Regions from separate parts of the Callithrix jacchus genome. Here region 1 is linked to region 2. The links are chromatin contacts, called in public Hi-C maps. All regions are on one chromosome and are shown on one strand. Each heading gives the region's core, a stretch centred on a gene start, on an enhancer-like site or on the middle of the called end of the contact. The rest is flanking DNA. Distances are from core to core; before and after follow the strand shown.

The links. A called contact is a pair of places that touch in the nucleus more often than the background predicts.
Region 1: a Hi-C map of skeletal muscle shows a contact between it and region 2, with 20 times the contacts expected there. The contact joins the enhancer-like site here to the promoter of PLK2 in region 2. A contact is called at or near these places in 3 of 3 Hi-C or Micro-C datasets (induced pluripotent stem cells and skeletal muscle).

What each region holds. Positions count from the first base shown.
Region 1 is chr2:152,600,265-152,604,439 of calJac240_pri, reverse strand. No RefSeq gene overlaps it. Among named protein-coding and RNA genes, the nearest start is that of GPBP1, 120 kb to the left of the region's middle. Within about 2 kb of position 1,414, at least 2 of the 16 cell types and tissues checked have an H3K27ac peak or open chromatin away from gene starts, as enhancers often do.
Region 2 is chr2:151,408,896-151,413,172 of calJac240_pri, reverse strand. It overlaps PLK2 (polo like kinase 2), which reads right to left and starts at 2,196. Exons shown (of 14, transcript XM_002744937.6): 1 at 1,800-2,196; 2 at 1,108-1,215; 3 at 848-964; 4 at 523-652; 5 at 202-289. The coding sequence starts at 2,069. LOC144581598 reads left to right here and starts at 1,859. Exons shown (of 3, transcript XR_013532633.1): 1 at 1,859-4,137.

The sequences.
Region 1 (4,175 bases), core at 165-2,664, 1.2 Mb before region 2:
CACTGCCATGTGTGTACCTATGCAACTATCTTGCATGTTCTTCACATGTACCCCCAAACCTAAAATGCAACTAAAAACAATACAGTATATTCTGTATTATTACCTTTAAAAGAGGCTATGACAATTTACATTTTATAATCTGAAGGGTATTTTAAAAATTATTGTCTAATTTAAAGCAGGCATGTCTTACTTTTGTAATAAGTATAAAAAACGAAGAAATCCATAAAAGTGCTTTGAATTCCCTTTGTTCTTCAAATGTGTGGAAGAAATACGTGCATTTTCACCTGTCCTGGCTTTCTCCAGGGAGCCCTCTCAGCTGAGCATGAGGTGGAGAAGGTAGCTTTGGCAGCAAAAATTAATGAGAGTCTTCAGAGAGCTTGTTTCTGTCCTCCGGAACTTACCTTATAAGCAAGAAAAAGTCACAAATTTACTACATATTAAGTATGCGTAGTCTCAAAATTTGAAATCCAAAAAGATCCCAAATATGAAAGTTTTCGCATGCTGACCAGCATACAATAAATGTTCCGTGGGGCATCTCAGATTTTCCCACTGGGGATGCTCAGCTAGTGTAAAGCAAGAATTCCGAAACCTGAAAAGTTTTGAAATCCCAAGCTCTTCTGATCCCAAGCAGTCCCAATAATTTCGAATAAAGAATGCTCAACCTGTATTTGGTGTTTTATTTATAGTTCCAGCAAGAGAGAAAGGCATCTCTGAGTTTCAGAAAAGATATTGGTTGAACTTATGAAAATATTGGCTGAGGAAAGAAAAGGCCTTTGGAATTTACAGAAACATAAAGTGGAAATGGCTCTTCCTCTGACTTAGGCAGTAAATGTAGAACACACCCGGAGAGGTTAGCGCGATCTTTCATAGAAATGAAACTCCCCAACAAATGCTTGCCAGCTTAGGTGAGGTTCTAAGTAAGCTAAGGCGCCAGCAGTGAACTTTGATATTCTTTTACAAGTGCATCACTCACCAGCAGAGGGGGCCAAAGAGCTTTCCACGGTTTGAAAATTCCCTGGCTTCAAAGAAAGCCCCAGTATCATCATTGCCTAACGGTGCAGCATATATAAAAATATTTGAATTTGGTGTCCAAGAAGAAATACCATAGTGTTCATTTTCTTAAATAAGTTATTTTAATTTACATATAGAATGACATATGCACACTGTTAAAATGCAAATAAAAAGAATCAATACAAGAAGGCTTTTTGTACATAAAAACACAAAATGTTATAGAAGACAGTGCTGGGGCTAAGACTCAGGATCCTGTATTTCAGACACTGCTCCCTCAGTACCAGTTTGGAAACCTCCGGGGTAGCCAATGGCTTCCCTCAGATAAGGAGTTGCCTTCTCCTTAAAAAGACCCTGCTGGAGGGACAGAAAGGGCGACTTTTGTTGTTCTGGCTTTGTCCTAGGGTCCTTCGGATTCCTTCCCACCTTAGTGATAACGGCAGTGGAGTGGGTAGTGGCTGGAGAGGTAAAAATAGCATGTTGCTGTCCTAAACAACTGTCATGTAGGGACTCTATGTTGATAAGAACACCCATAGCCTTTAATTTAACATAATTTGTGATTTAATTTGGCTTTGGTTATTGCAGTGACAGTCAAGAGATGATTTTTTTTTTTGGAGAGGCTGAGAGGGAAAGGAAAGAGAGACTCCAATCAGGGTGTGTTAAACTTTTTACATAAAAGTGAACACTAGGGGGCAGCAAATCACTGTTTAGAGGAGCGTCTGCACAAAATTTAATAAGGCCGAAAGATTGTTTTCCTGAAAACGTGATGTGTTTGTTAAACATCCTCTAAAAAAGGATGTCTGATGTCAGGCTGCTTTTACCTGAAGGGTAGTTTCAATCTTTCGGTTGTCTTTATTTTTCAGTTTCCTCCACACATTTCCGATATCTGCCATCTTCTCATTCACATGCCACACTCAGTGTTTCTTACAGGACTTCTTACAGGGAGCCCTCCTAGTGCCTCCCACAAACACTGCTAACACTGATCCTCCAAAAACATGCACATCGTTGGAGAACAGGCGGCTTGGGCAGCTCACTTCCTGCATCTTGAGAGATGAGGAGCTGGAGGTCTCTTCCCGCTGGGTCTGTGTATCAGTCTGTTTTCACACTGCTGATAAAGACGCACCGGAGACTGGGTAATTTATAAAGAAAAGAGCTTTAATGGACTCACAATTCCATGTGCCTGGGGAGGCCTCACAATCATGGCGGAAGGCTAAAGGCACACAGGAGAAAAAAGAGAACCAAGTGAAAGGGATTTCCCTTTATAAAACCAACACATCTTGTCAGACTTATTCACTACGGTGAGAAGAGTATGGGGGAAACTGCCCCCATGATCCAGTTATCTCCCACTGGGTTCCTCCTACAACATGTGGGAATGACAGGAGCTATGATTCAAGATGAGAATTGGGTGGGGACACTGCCAAACCGTATGAGTCTCTAAGTTAATATAGATTCTACCAAGACCGCCTCCTGCCCCCCAGGTGATAGGAGATCTGTCAGGTGAGCATGTTCACAGGGGCGACCTTGCACTGTCCTGAGGGACGTTCCACATAGGCAAAGGCTAAATTGTGTTTGGCTAGATATTTCATTCTAAATCACCTAAGCCTATTTTCTCTGCTGACTCTGGAAATTAGTGCCCAGGAGACATATATATATATAAAATAAGATCAATTTTAGTTAATTATTCATTTTAAATTTCAACTTTTATTTTAGATTCAGGAGGTGCCTGTGCAGGTTTTTACGTGGGTATATTGCACCCCAGGAGTGAACATAGTATCCAGTAGGTAGTTTTTCAAGCCATGCCCCTCTTCCCTCCCCCTCTAGCAGTCTATTGTTTTCATGTTATGTCCATGTATGTTCAATGTTTAACTCCCACTTCTTTTTTTTTGAGACGGAGTCTCACTCTTGTTACCCAGGCTGGAGTGCAATGGCGCGATCTCGGCTCACTGCAACCTCCGCCTCCTGGGTTCAAGCAATTCTCCTGCCTCAGCCTCCTGAGTAGCTGGGATTACAGGTGCACACCACCATGCCCAGCTAATTTTTGTGTTTTTAGTAGAGACGGGGTTCCACCTTGTTGACCAGGATGGTCTCGATCTCTTGACCTCCTGATCCACCCGCCTCGGCCTCCCAAACTGCTGGGATTATAGGCATGAGCCACCAAGCCCGGCCTAACTCCCACTTCTAAGTGAGAACATGCAGCATTTGGTTTTCTGTTTCTGTGTTAATTCACTTAGGATTATGGCCTCCAGCTCCATCCATGTTGCTGCAAAGGATATGATGTCCTTCTTTTATATGGCTGTGTAGTATTCCATGGTGTATATGTACTGCATTTTATTTACAGAACATCTTCATAATTAAAACTTTGCATAATTTATCCAAGTTGGAGGGGTTAAGAAGGCATGTTGCATTTTGCTGTATAAAGTGGCCAAATACAGCTGTTATTGTGAAAAGGATGGTGCTTTTCAGCTAGGACTCATATAGGCCTTGGTACCATGTGATGTTTTCTGGTTAAGTGCTCCTGAGGTGCCATCAGAGGCCAGAGTATTGGGTTATGGTGTCGTTTAGCCATGAGCTGTGTGACCTTGAATAGACCATGTAACCTCTGTTTTCTCATTTGTAAAATGAAGAAGTGAGCCTGGAAGTGCACCTCTGAATCTGATTTGAAGCAAGTAGATTCCTAAGCCCCATGTTCTTTTACAGGATCACATTTGTAATTACCTGTGATAGTTAATACTGAGTGTCAACTTGACTGGATTGAAGGATGCAAAGTATTGCTCCTGGCTGTGTCTGTGAAGGGGTTGCCAAAGGAGATGAACGTTTGAGTCAGTGGGCTGGGAGAGGCAGACCCACCCTCAGTCTGGGTGGGTACCATCTAATCAGCTGCCAGCAGGCAGAAGAACGTGGAAGGACTAGACTGGCTGAGTCTTCCAGTCTTCATCTTTCTCCTGTGCTGGTTGCTTCCTGCCCTTGAATATTGGGCTCCAAGTTATTCAACTACTGGACTCTTGGACTTATATCAGTGGTTTGCCAGGGGCTCTCAGGCCTTTGGCCGTACACCGAAAGTGCATGTCAGCTTCCCTAGTTTTGAGGTTTAGGGACTTGGACTGGCTTCCTTGCTCCCCAGCTTGCAGAGGGCCTACGGTGGGACTTCATCTTGTGATCGTGTGCAT
Region 2 (4,277 bases), core at 947-3,446:
AAAGACTTCGTTGACTGCTTTCATAATCAGTTTAGAGGCACAGGGGGCTCTGTCTAGTACACAGTGGGCATTTAGTATTTCTTTAGCATTGCTATGGTTTACAGATTTTATCACCTGACCTCTGAAACATCAACTGCAAAATAATTAAGGCACATTTGGTTTCCACGAAACCCTCCCAGGATGCATCTTTCTGACTCTTACCGCCTTCTGTGTTCCAAGGGTTCTAGCCTGGCTGCCAAACCAAAGTCCCCAACTTTTAGTTCCATGGCTTCATTAATAAAAAAGTTTCCTAGATGAGAAACAAAACAATAAGTGAATCCCTTTGAAAATGCATTCTAACCAAGTACACACACATCCACTTTGGACCCAGGCAGCCAATTGTTATATCAAAGTCACCCATTCAAAAGCTAAATTGCAGACGCTAGATCCCAATTAAGAACGTTAATATGTTTAAAAAAAAGGAGGGAGAGAAAAAAGAACTATCTCTAACACAAAACTCAGCTTTCGGTGTCAAGGACTCACCTAGTTTGAGATCCCTGTGCAAGATTTCTTGTTCATGAAGGTATTTCAGTCCAGACACAATCTGCCTGAGGTAGTATCGGACTTCTGGCTCTGTCAACACCTTTCTTGCTTTCAAAATATGAGCCATTGACTAGGGATACGAGAAGGAAAAAAGAGAAGCTGTCAAACAGTTATCAAAATCACTGGTTTCCCTTTGCAGGTTGAGCAATGAAAGTTAACATTGCAGTATGAGTACTGCCACAGCTAAAATCCCAGATAAAATACTGTTTGAATGCCATGTTAATTCAGGGAAAGTAAATGTCCTCAAATAGGAATTGACACTTACCCTTCTACTGCAGTATTCCAAGAGAATGTAAATGTTTTCTTTGTCCTCAAAGTAGTGGTAAAACTGCACTACATGTTTATGATGAAGAATTCGGTGAAGCTCTATTTCTTTGTCAATCTACATGAAAAAGCAAGGTAGGGCTTGTTAGCCTCCAGTCACCTCGGAAAAGCCAGTGATTACACAGGCAGAAGACATTTTCCTAACAGGGAAGGGCCATCCGTGCACACAAAGAAAATACTTTACTCAAGAGTCATACACACCTTTTCCCTTTGATGAGGTTTAGCTACCCTGCTGTGAGGAATAATTTTTGCAGCGTAGACTTTGTTATTTGTCAAATCTGTCATCTCGTAACATTTTGCAAAGCCACCCTGAAAGGAAACAAAGCCGAGATGGAATTGAGTATGGCACAAAAATGGACGGCAGATACTTTAAATAAATAAATAAATGGGAAGAAAGAAAAGCAAAAAAAAAAGAGGAATGGAGGAGAGTGGACAGAGGGATGCATTCTACTCCGTTGAAGCTCCCTCGTGAAGAGAAACGCATTGCTAGAAACAGCAAGTTCAGTTTCTCTTTTTCCTTTACAAACGGGAGATTTATGGAGGGTCGGAGCGGGGAGACATGAAAAATAATGTTTGATGAGACTTGTCAGGAAAATTCTCTGGGAGCAGGTGGAGGGACAGAGGTCTGAAATAGAAAAGCCCTCGCTTCTTTCAAGATGCATTTCTCTGGGCTACGGGAGGCACACAGTTCTGAGGCTGATTGCAAAGCCGAGATCGCCTGCGCTGCCGGGGCACAAAAGCCACAGGACAGGTGAGGAGCCCACCTCGCGCTGGGATCGGACCCCCGAGAAACCCGGAAGCCGCGGGCGCGGGACCCCGCGGGCCCGCCCGGCTCGGGGTCGCCCGGGCAGACCTCCCGCCCGCCCGACAGCCCGGCGCCCTCCGCTCGTCACCTTTCCCAGCACTTTGCCCCGGCAGTAGCGCTTTCCCGTCGTGGGGTCGACGATAATCCGCGAGATCTCGGGCCCCGAGTGCGAGTGGTGGTGATGGTGATGCGGGGCCGCCGGCGGCACCTGCGCCTGGGACTGCTGCGCCTGCGATTCCTCTGGGGGCTGAGGCGGCCGCTTCTTCTTCGAGTCCCCTCCGCAACCCTTGCCCAGCGCCTGCTCGCACATTTTGGTGCTAGCAGCCGGCTGGTAGGTGATAGTCCGCAAAAGCTCCATGGTCGCCTCGCCGCCCCACACTGCCCGCTGCCGTCCCCTCCCTAGGCGCGGTCACACGTCCGAACCGGCCGTGGCCCTCGCACCCCTGCCTCTGCTGCCGACGCGCAACCGACACCCCGGTCCACTTGTGCGAGTGAGAAGGCTCGAAGTCTTATATACCAGCCGGCGACAATGGGGCGGAGATTCGAAACGCAACATTGCGTCACGGCCGACGCCCCGCCCCACGGCCGCCCTGAGCGCGCAGGGCCGAGAAGCCGGTCTGTCCCGCCACCCCGGTCCAGCTTCCGAACCGGGCCGCGCACCTCGAACTCCGGCCGCTGAGAGTTCTCGCGGCCACGAGGAGGCCATCAGGGGCGTCTGTGGGTCCTGCCGCCCGTTCTTCGAAGGCTCCGAGCCTCAGCGATAAAAACAGAAATCCGAGGTCAAGCGACCGGCCCCACCCCCGCCCCAGCCGCCGGGTGGCGGGGCAGTGCAGTGACCCTAGCGAGCTGGGCGCGGGTGCAGACGCAGCCCTTCCCCCGCGCAGCCCTTCCCGGCCGCCTCGCCCCCGGCGCCTTCTGTGTCTAGGTGTTAGGGTGCCCGGAGCCCACCGCACGGGCATGCGTGGCCTCCCCTGGCCATGTGACAGGACTCGGTTGCCGCTGCTCCGCGGCGCTGTGACGAGCTCGCTGGTGTCTATCAGGGGCAGTGCCGAGAGGCCGTGCCGGGGGAGAGGCCACGGTTCGTGGAGCCGGACATTCGAGCTCTTCCCGCATCGCGCTGGGGCGGACTCCGGCCCGCAGGCTGGGATCCCGGGCCGATCGGCCCACCGTGCCAGGATCCCCCTCAAGGCCCGTCAGACCCCCGCCCATCCCCCTTAAGCGAGCCTCTGTACGAGGTCAGGCCCTGAACCCTGGAGAGCGAGGTCGGCGCCCTGGCAAGGCGTCCTCCGCCGGTGGCCCGAAGATTGGAAAGCAAGGGCGGCATCTTGTGGAATATTCCAGAAGTGCTGTTAGGTGTCGGAGTGGGCCACAGTTGAGGACTGTAGGCCTTTGACAGTTACTGGTATTAAAAATCGATGCCGATTAAGAGTTTGGAATCAGAGTCATCTATGACTTCTTCCGAATGCATCTGTTGAGATGCCTCATGAGCTGCCCCGGCGCATGAAGAGTCAATCCGAGACTTCCTGGGATGGGGGATTGGGAGGATGAAGAGAGGAGCATAGTCCAGTGAATGCAAACACGGCTTAGTTTTCTATTTCCAGATTTACTGTGCAGTTTTACTAACCTAGGAACACGTTTAATTTTTCTTACTCTAATTATGATAGTGTTACATTTATTGAGGACTGTGCAGTATTTTGAAATGCCTTACTTAATCCTACAACAATTCTGAGTGAGAAATGTTGTAAGGAAGGAAAAATAATTTTCTACCTTTCAAAGTTGACCTGGATCCCTGTAACCAGACAGATTAACAAGAAAACAAGGAAGTTTATTAACATGTATGTCTCCTATATACATGGGAGATAACCCATGAAATTGCTGAAAATTGGGCTTAAATACCATCTTTAGCTAAACCAAAAGAAAAGAGTATGGGGCGGGCAAGTTAAGGAAGCATGACCAGGAAATGTATAGTAAATAGGAGTGGGGTTTCTTATTTCTTCACTGACAAAAGAGTTTTTCATGATTTAGAGTCAAACTTTTCCTCCTGGTACAGAGAAGACACTCTTACAAATGTAGTTTTATGGGTTTTGTTTTTGTTTTTGTTTTAGTAAATGTAAGTTTCCCTTACAAAAGGGTAATATGCCATTTTTTAGAGCATCTCCTGGGTCGGCTAGTTCTCAAAATAATTATCTCTAAATAATCCTTATCCCAGAGCCATATTTGGAGTGGCAGGTTCTGGTCTCCTACATTATTATTCCCATTTTATAGATGAGATTTGGAGAATTTAACTATATTTTTAGTAGATCATCGAAGTTAGTTTAATTAGCACACTTGAATCTTTTTATCTATGTTAACAAGATATGGTAAACAGTTTTTAGAAGCAAAATTCCAGAGACATTTGGAATATCAGATTATTGGATCCCTGGAAGGTATGTACAAAAAGGGTTCCTGCAGTCCACTGTCAAATTTAGGCGTGCGTGGTATCAACATGAATCAAACATTTACAAAGATACTGTGTCTCAAATACTTCCAGCATAATGTGGAAACGAGGCTCATTGCCGTTACAGAG